Linked DNA regions of Mus musculus: region 1 is linked to region 2. Evidence: chromatin contacts called from public HiChIP or PLAC-seq data. All regions are on one chromosome and are shown on one strand. Each heading gives the region's core, a stretch centred on a gene start, on an enhancer-like site or on the middle of the called end of the contact. The rest is flanking DNA. Distances are from core to core; before and after follow the strand shown. Region 1 overlaps Gm28175 (a long non-coding RNA gene). Region 2 has its middle 32 kb from the start of Gm35935.

Region 1 (3,629 bases), core at 673-3,172, 660 kb after region 2:
TCCGGTACTAGTGGTACAGGACTGGTTCACATTCGAAGATTGCCTGCGGAATAAATTAATGAGATACTGGTCATTTGCATATTCACGGTTGCATACTAGGTAGAAAGCAAAGGCCAGGTGTGTTGAATTTGGGGGTTAGATCTGCTAAGAAGTCACATCTTTCTCTTCCTCAGAAACAGGGTGCCCTAACAGTAAAAACAATAGTAAGGCGAAACTCTTGCTTAATGAACACTCTGAGTAATTATAGCAGCAAGGCAAGGAGGGTACGTTTAGCTTACAAGCCCCAGTGAAGCCAACATACTGCCCTAGTTATAGAGAGGCCTAGATGCAATAGTTCAGGGGTATAAAGAGAACAAATCCCACTGGCTCTCTCTGGATTTTAGGTTTTAATTATGCTGGTGGTGTGCATTCGTACCTAATGCAAAATGATCAATTGAAGGAGACCTTTACATTTGTAAACATTATTATTGACTGGTTGCCAGTCTAAGTTGGAAAAGGGGAAAGCTGTTCTAAGAAAATTACTGGCAAACCCAAATAGGGGGGATGAATCTGGGCTGTTTCAGTAAGGAGTGTGGGTCTCTCCACTTCCTCTGCTAGTGGCTGCTGCCAGGGCATGGGGAAAGCACATTGTTTAAGGCATTTGTATCTCACTGTGGAGCTAAGTCTCTGTGCAGCTGTGGGTCCTGGCTTGGAAGCTCCCTCAGAGATGAAGGACACATAACATACTCTTCAGGACCCTGGGACCGTTATAACATACAAGAGTGACCATTCATGGTTTTCAGGGCTGTCTCAAATTTTTAATATTTTGCTTTTATTTTATACAGCTAGATATTTTTTCTTTCAAAATTGCTTTTAATTTTTTCTTTCAAGAAAACAATTGAACAGCACCCAAACTCTAGGAACTGAATATCAAAATGAAAGTATAGTATAATAAGTTTTTTTTTTTTTTTAAATGATGCCTATTTACTAACAAGTCCCACTCTCCCTATTCTGCCTTCCCACTTCACAGGACCTCTTCCTGGCCAAGGCAGGCGGTGACCCTTCGTTAGACACAGTGTGCACACACACAGCAAGTGTGCATGCATAACAAACAGATGCCCACGGATCCCACAATGGGTTTTCTCTATACAGCTGAGTCTTTTTACTTAATTTAAAGATATTATTGCCAACATCTAAAGCTCTTTTTTTAAAAAAAAGAAGACTTTCTTCTCATATTTACAGATAGTCTCTGAATATGAATTATTTAAGTGCCTTCCCAGGGAAAAATCAAAGAGGCTCTTAGTGCTGTTTAGAACTTAAGCTTTTAATTTATTTTATCAAGGCTCAGAGGGTACACTAATTGTCAGGACAAGCCCTCCACCCCCCTCAAAATAATCTGCACATGTTTGAAAATTCAATTTCTTTTTTTCATATACAAATTTTGGTGTGCTCACTAATACACAGAAATCAATTATTTCTGTGGTACAGTTACATGCAGGAAACTGCATACCCTCCTAAACTAAAGGAATATAGATTTATTAATACATATCTGTAATATCTCTTAAGGATTTTTGAACGTGTTTTTCACCTTGAAAGGACCTGCCTGAAGCCTACACAGCAGCGAAATCATTGTAGTCCAGTGTTTTTTTGTCACACACACAGAGAGCACAGATTTTTTTGATTATGTAGATTTCTTTTCCTACTGCAGTTTCATATGCAAAGCATGCATCGGCCACATCCATGCTATCTCCTAAAGCAGTCATTCTGAAACCCAATCTGGGGACAGTGCAGACTAAATAAAATTTCATTTTGATTTGGCCTCCCGCTGCGAACGGGACTGCTTTGTCTCGGCCGACAGAACCAGCAAGCCAGAAAGGTATGTGGCGTTTTGCATGGCTGGTGGTGTGTCTGGAAGCTCAGGATCGCCTCTGCTCCTGGCTCGAAGCTCTCCCACTTCCTGCTCCCCTTTTTCTCTCAGCACTGTGTGCCTTCTACCTGCCGGGCAGAGCGGTGGCTAACCCGCACCAGTTGTTGACTTTGGCATATGTTTAATCGCTCCTGTGGCTGTTTGCATCCCCCCCCACCCCACCCCCTCCACTGTCTTTGTTATTGTTAAGCTTTGGTTTTTGTTTTTGTTTTCTTTTGTTTTGTTTTCTCTGCCTCTATTTTCTGTTCTTGTTTTTTTTTTTTTTTTTTTTTTTTGTTTTTGTTTTTGTTTCTGTGGGTTTTCTTCTTCTTCTTCTTCACATTGGTCTTCCATGGTTCTCAAGGTGTTGAATGCTAAAATACTGAATGAAAGGGAAATGGTGTAAGCGCTGTGCTGACGCTCCAGAGATTTTACTGGAGAATTTGTCATGCTGGATTTTATTGTAAATTTGAAGATGCATTTAACAGCTTTGAAGGACTTTAGCATTCATGGCCCTTTGGAGTCTCCTTGGCAGAAAAGAAATCGCCCATTTTAGAGGAAGAGGGAGACAATAAAATAGAGAATATCTTCCAAGGGGACTGGATTGTTTGGTGTGTGTGGTGTGTGTGTGTGTGTTCGTGTGTCCTCAAATGCATTGTGGCGTTTGCCTGTGTCCCCAGCTCAATATGGTCTCTTTTGAACAATGACCTTCACTTGGTGTCATCTCAGGAGAGGCCAATTGTGTCAAAGCTCTTCTTAGATTTGTCCCACCTTTCAGAGAGCGGATTGGCGATCAAGGGACAACCTGCTGTGATGTTCTCAGAAGCTTTTCACACAGTGGCTGAGTGCCAGGGGGATGGCCTTCCTGGGAACTCAGTTTTCAAGTCCGAAGGTCTCCTTGGGACTGTCACTGCCCTTGACCAATTCATAAGGTGCTGTGAGGGAAAGATGTGTTTCTCCCTGGTTTACATTAATCTAAATTAGATTATAGCAGACTGGTTAAAATGGATACAGAGTAAGTGAAAAATAAATTGCTTAAGAGGAGTCCAGGGAGTAACTTCATTGTGACTCAGGAGTTCTGCACAAGTAGTTCCACCTAGGAGATGGGAGAGTGAGTGAAAATATCAACTAGCTTCACGGGGACCTCACCCCCTTACCCAAAGCAAACACAAAATAGGTCATGTCATATAACTTTGTACAGAGTCGGAATTCACTTTTAGAAAGCCCAAATAGTGCAGTGTCCCAGCCAAGGGCCTTCTGCCTCTACTTGATAAGTTATTGACATTCAGAGGTGAGCTCTTTGCCCTGTAGCACATCGTGTTTATGCCGTGGCACCTCCAGGCTTGCTTCCGGCTTCTGCTGAGCAGGAGTCTTGGGTGTGGAGGAGACGCACCCACAGCACAGTAGTTTGCAGTGAGGCTCTGCTACTATGTTACCTATGTTACCACGTGAAACAAATGGAATAACAAAGTGTAAGTTGAAGATGTTGGAGAAAGAGTAACAGGAATATGAAGCCATTGTGTTGCTTAGTGTAGTCATCACCATATATGAAGAACTTGGAGATGCTAGGCCTTGAAGGTTTGACTCAAGAGATGGGTGGTGCCTAACGCTGATGTGTGTCTTTTTGCTATGGCCTGACTACAAAAGCTACATGGTTACTTTGTCACTGTTCACAAAAATGTACAAGTTTGGTTTTGTTTCTAAAAGGCCACTTATTTAAGCTATATGACTTTTCTTTAAATTA
Region 2 (4,235 bases), core at 1,159-3,658:
GACAGACATATATGTATGTAACTACAATGATCCAAAGCTATCAACTAGAAAGTGTGGGCCTATGAAGGAGGCTGGAGGGAGCTGAGAGAGGCTAAAGGGATGAAAGAGAGAGAGAAAAAGTAACATAATTTTATTGTAATTAAAAACAGGCAGAGGCAGGCAGATTTATGAGTTCGAGGCCAGCCTGGTCTACAGAGTGAGTTCCAGGATAGCCAGGGCTATACAGAGAAACCCTGTCTCAAACCCCCCCCAAAAGACCCCCCAAAAAACAAAAAGCAAAACAAAACATACAAAAAATATTAAAATTATAAATCAAATGCAAAATAGATTTAAAACTGAATGTAAAAATACAAAAAGGAGAGAATGAAGAAGAAAGAGAGTGAAGGAAGCTATCCAGAAACTCTAACACTGTCTTTTGTTGTTTCTCTCTCTCTTGCTCGCTCTCTCTCTTGTGTTCGCGCTCTCGCTCTCTCGAGCTCTTGCTCTCACTCTGCATGGCATGAAATCATCCAACAGATTACATCATATTGTTTTCTGCTATAGCATACAAAATGGCTGAAGTCCAGTCACTACTCCATCTGATCTAGGCAGTCTCTCCTTAGAGTAACATGGAAAGGGCAGTAATAGATAGGGACTTTTTTAATTGTAATTTTTTATTGTTTAAACAACAAAGTAGCCATTGGACATTTTTGTAACCTTGTTATTTAGATAACTTATAATATCACTGTCCTGGTGGTAAAATGAAACTAGCAATATCCAGTAGCTCAGGTTGAAGACAAACTTGAGATTTTTTTCCAAATAAAGGCATTTTATGAGTATCTTTCTACTTTCTTCATACAAATTATTCATCTAGACATCTTTGGAGTCAGACTTCCAAGTGCTGTTAGGTCTCACACAGTACAAAGGGTCGACAGTCTGATGGACTCTGTTAATTCCTAAGGGAAGATCGATGCCAGGCTGCTCACACCACTCCATTAGCTGAGCTCCTTACGACAACGCTCTTAGAAACATTAACTGTGTGTTTTCTCGTGTTTGTAGAAAACTCTTAAAGGGGGAGAATTTTTGCATATCTGCAAAGGCTCCAATTATCCCTTTTTTTTGTCAGTAATATTTTAGAGATAACTGGGAGTCTTAATGACATTAGATGACTTTTGTTAACAACACCCCAAATTAAGTTTGGATCACTTCCCAGGTGCAAACATTATCAGTTCAAGCACTGTGAATAAAGGTTAATTTGGAATGACTGACAAAGACTGTAAAAGTTTCTTCTATCTTATTTTTAATTTATTTTGTGACTGTGAGTGACTATTATGCATAATCACAAAAGTTTCCAAATGCATTTCTATTCATATTTCTTTTTGCTCTTCATAATTACCCATAATGCCCATTCTTCCCTTTTATGATGATACCCTAGAATGATGATGAAATGTGGGCATTCAGGTGCTGTTAGCCATAAATCAACACTTTGGGGGCTCAATGGCTTTCCATTTATCTCTGAGATACAGCGTTTGAGGATTGATGCATCCTAACTATGTTCTTAAGTGAGGATTTTCATGTGAATACCAGTGCTAGCATTTAGACAAAGCAAATCATTAATCTGAATCTAAACTTTCTATTAACTATTCAGATTCTTATTTCCCTCCACTCCCCCCTTTTCTTCTCAAGGTCGCAGTACGGTTTCCCATGGATTCTTGAAAATTTGCCTTGAGTTTTCTGTCACTGACGATGTGGAGGCTCCAGTGATTACTTCGCAGCAAAAAAACGAAAGTTGGACGAACCTGGACGGGCCAATCGGGGCATGATTCCCATCACCAGGATTTATCTACTTTAGAAACGAAACAGTTAACCTAATCATCTCATTTTATTGCTAATTTAGAAAGGCTTTTCCCCGCGAAGTACGCTCTCACTTTTCTAAACTCACTGCTTATGACCTGAGTCTTTTATTCATCGCGCCATTACCGACAGCTAATCCCTCTCATGTATTGATAATTGGACAAAACTGGACAACATGCCAACTCCCGAACACCGCATGCCCCTGAGGCTTCTATTCAGCGATTCCTCCCAAACCACATTGCTTTCCAAGTTTGGTTCTTTCATTGCCTATCAATGGGAAACCAGTGAGAGATTTTCTCACTGCTTAGGAATTTGGCCAATTTTAACCTACCCATTGAACTTTCTTCTTAGGAAGAACTACAGTATACGTGGTTCATACGTCTTCCTTTTCTCACACATCCGTGAATAGCCTGCAATTCTTGTTTACTCAAATTATTGCTTTAGTGTATATATTTAAACCATAATTAAACAATAAGTATCTCTTCCAGAACTTAGTTTGTTTTGTGGATCTGAAGCAAATTCAATGGAGAGCTACCCCAGTGTCTGGGACTCATGCAGATTTATCACAGGATTAAGCCACAGGCACTACTTTCAATCTGTTTAATTAGTTCTTAAAATTATAGAAGCCTATGATTTGATACTAAATAGAAATCAATGCAATCCTTTCTTAAGGGGATATTCCATCAAAATTTGAATCTGTATTTCTACGTGTACATGGAGTTTAGGAAGTATTTTCTGTCTTCAAGCTTAATAAACATATTTAATGGCATCTGTCTGCTTGAAACAAGCCTTGGGGCATATGTTAGGAAGCAAGGACAAAGACTTTGGCAACTGAATTATTACAGAATGAAATTAAATGCTTACAACTGGGTAGCATTCATAGAGGCTCACAAAGAGAGGACAATGCAGTTCACACATTCGTGGCTTGAATTTATGCCCTTCCCAGTTCAATGGGAGAGTGTTGGCTGCCTTTCACACCTCCACGCAGCTGCAGAGAAAGCAGAGCCCAGAAAGGGGCACTGGAGCCTCTCTGCTTTGCTTCTCCTTCCGACCTTCATTGCAAAAACAAAAATTTTCTTCCAACATGACCATGTTTCCTCACAGCCTTTAACATACTTCACATGTTGCTTTCCCTAGAAGTCTGATATTAAAACACAGATGGGAAGCCATGCATTTTATTAAATTTAAGCACTTATGTTTAGAAAGGATGGGAAAGTAGCCAATACATGGATCGAAATGACACTCAAGAGTTTAAAAATTGGCCATTTAAGGAAGCTAACTGACTCCAGTCACAGGAAGAAGAAGAAAAGAAGCAGAATAAATATTAAATGGCAAACATGTGGGAAATAGGCAGCACTTAGGGTTGTCTGCCATGTTAGGCATGGTGGCAAATCCCTATTTTCAGTGCCAAGGGCTGAGGCAGGACAATCCAGACAAGGACAGCCTGGGTCTGCACTGTGATAACTCTTCTTGAGAAAACAGGAAGCTGTATCATATTGGTAGAAAAATGGCTTAGTATGTTCAAAGCCTTGATTTGATCCCTATCATTACGGCTAAAAACATTTCAATATCTCTCCACCTCAGTATACTCTTTTTTTTTAAAGATAATTTAACCAAATATTTTTTATTCTTAAATCACCAAAACCTAACTTTACTGTAAATTAGATGGACCCAGAGAATTGTCTTAGTAACTGTCTTATCAGCACAGATGTGACATTAATCAGTTTTCTTATTGCTGTGGTAGAATTCCGTGACAAAGGCAACTTAAGTGGGGGGGGGGGGGCGGCGGAGTATTTTGGCTAGAGGTTGGGGATTACAATCCTTCATGGAAAGTCTTGGCAGAGGCGCATAAGCTGCCTGGTCATGTGACATCAGTCAGGAGGTAGAGAGCTAGGTGTCCTGTCTTGTTTTTACTGAGTCCAAAACTCCAGGCCTTGGAATGGTATTGCCCACATTTAGGGTGGGAACTCTTTGTCAATTAACCTAATCTAGATAATTCCTTAAAGACATAACCAGAGATTTGTTTCCATCATGATTATAAATTTCATCAGATTGACAATCAAGATAAATCATAACAGATGTTGAGTAATTCATGTATTCAGCCACCCTCCAAATACAATCTCCACTCAGCTCCGCTTTCAGACTGTAAGTATCCCATCGTTGAGTGGTTCCTGGTGACTGGTCCTGGGAGGGTGAGCCTTTCAGAGATGTGACCCTCCTCCAAAAGAAAGAACCAGACTCTAAGCCCCCCAGCACCTGGGATTCAGACCATGCTTCTAGCTCAGAGACCCTCACATACTGTGTATGGGCTTTGCCACATATAGCTAATCTGCCTTCTGTTCTTTCAAATGATAGTGTGACATGCCTTAGAAAAATTAGCAAAATAGTCTCTTATTTATGTT

What was found. HiChIP or PLAC-seq counts read pairs in DNA pulled down with a chosen protein or histone mark.
Region 1: an H3K4me3 HiChIP or PLAC-seq map of embryonic forebrain shows a contact between it and region 2, with 5 times the contacts expected there. The contact joins two enhancer-like sites. A contact is called at or near these places in 1 of 484 Hi-C or Micro-C datasets (neural progenitor cells), 2 of 115 datasets of contacts at active chromatin or transcription factors (astrocytes and embryonic forebrain) and 1 of 9 other capture datasets (embryonic tail).

Annotation. Positions count from the first base shown.
Region 1 is chr1:42,260,144-42,263,772 of GRCm38.p6, forward strand. Gm28175 (a long non-coding RNA gene) reads left to right here. Exons shown (of 4, transcript XR_865384.2): 3 at 1,010-1,855. Among named protein-coding and RNA genes, the nearest start is that of Gm28175, 4.1 kb to the left of the region's middle. Within about 2 kb of position 1,923, at least 30 of the 459 cell types and tissues checked have an H3K27ac peak or open chromatin away from gene starts, as enhancers often do. A contact at or near this core is called in embryonic forebrain, where this site is marked.
Region 2 is chr1:41,603,178-41,607,412 of GRCm38.p6, forward strand. No RefSeq gene overlaps it. Among named protein-coding and RNA genes, the nearest start is that of Gm35935, 32 kb to the left of the region's middle. Within about 2 kb of position 2,409, at least 27 of the 459 cell types and tissues checked have an H3K27ac peak or open chromatin away from gene starts, as enhancers often do. A contact at or near this core is called in embryonic forebrain, where this site is marked.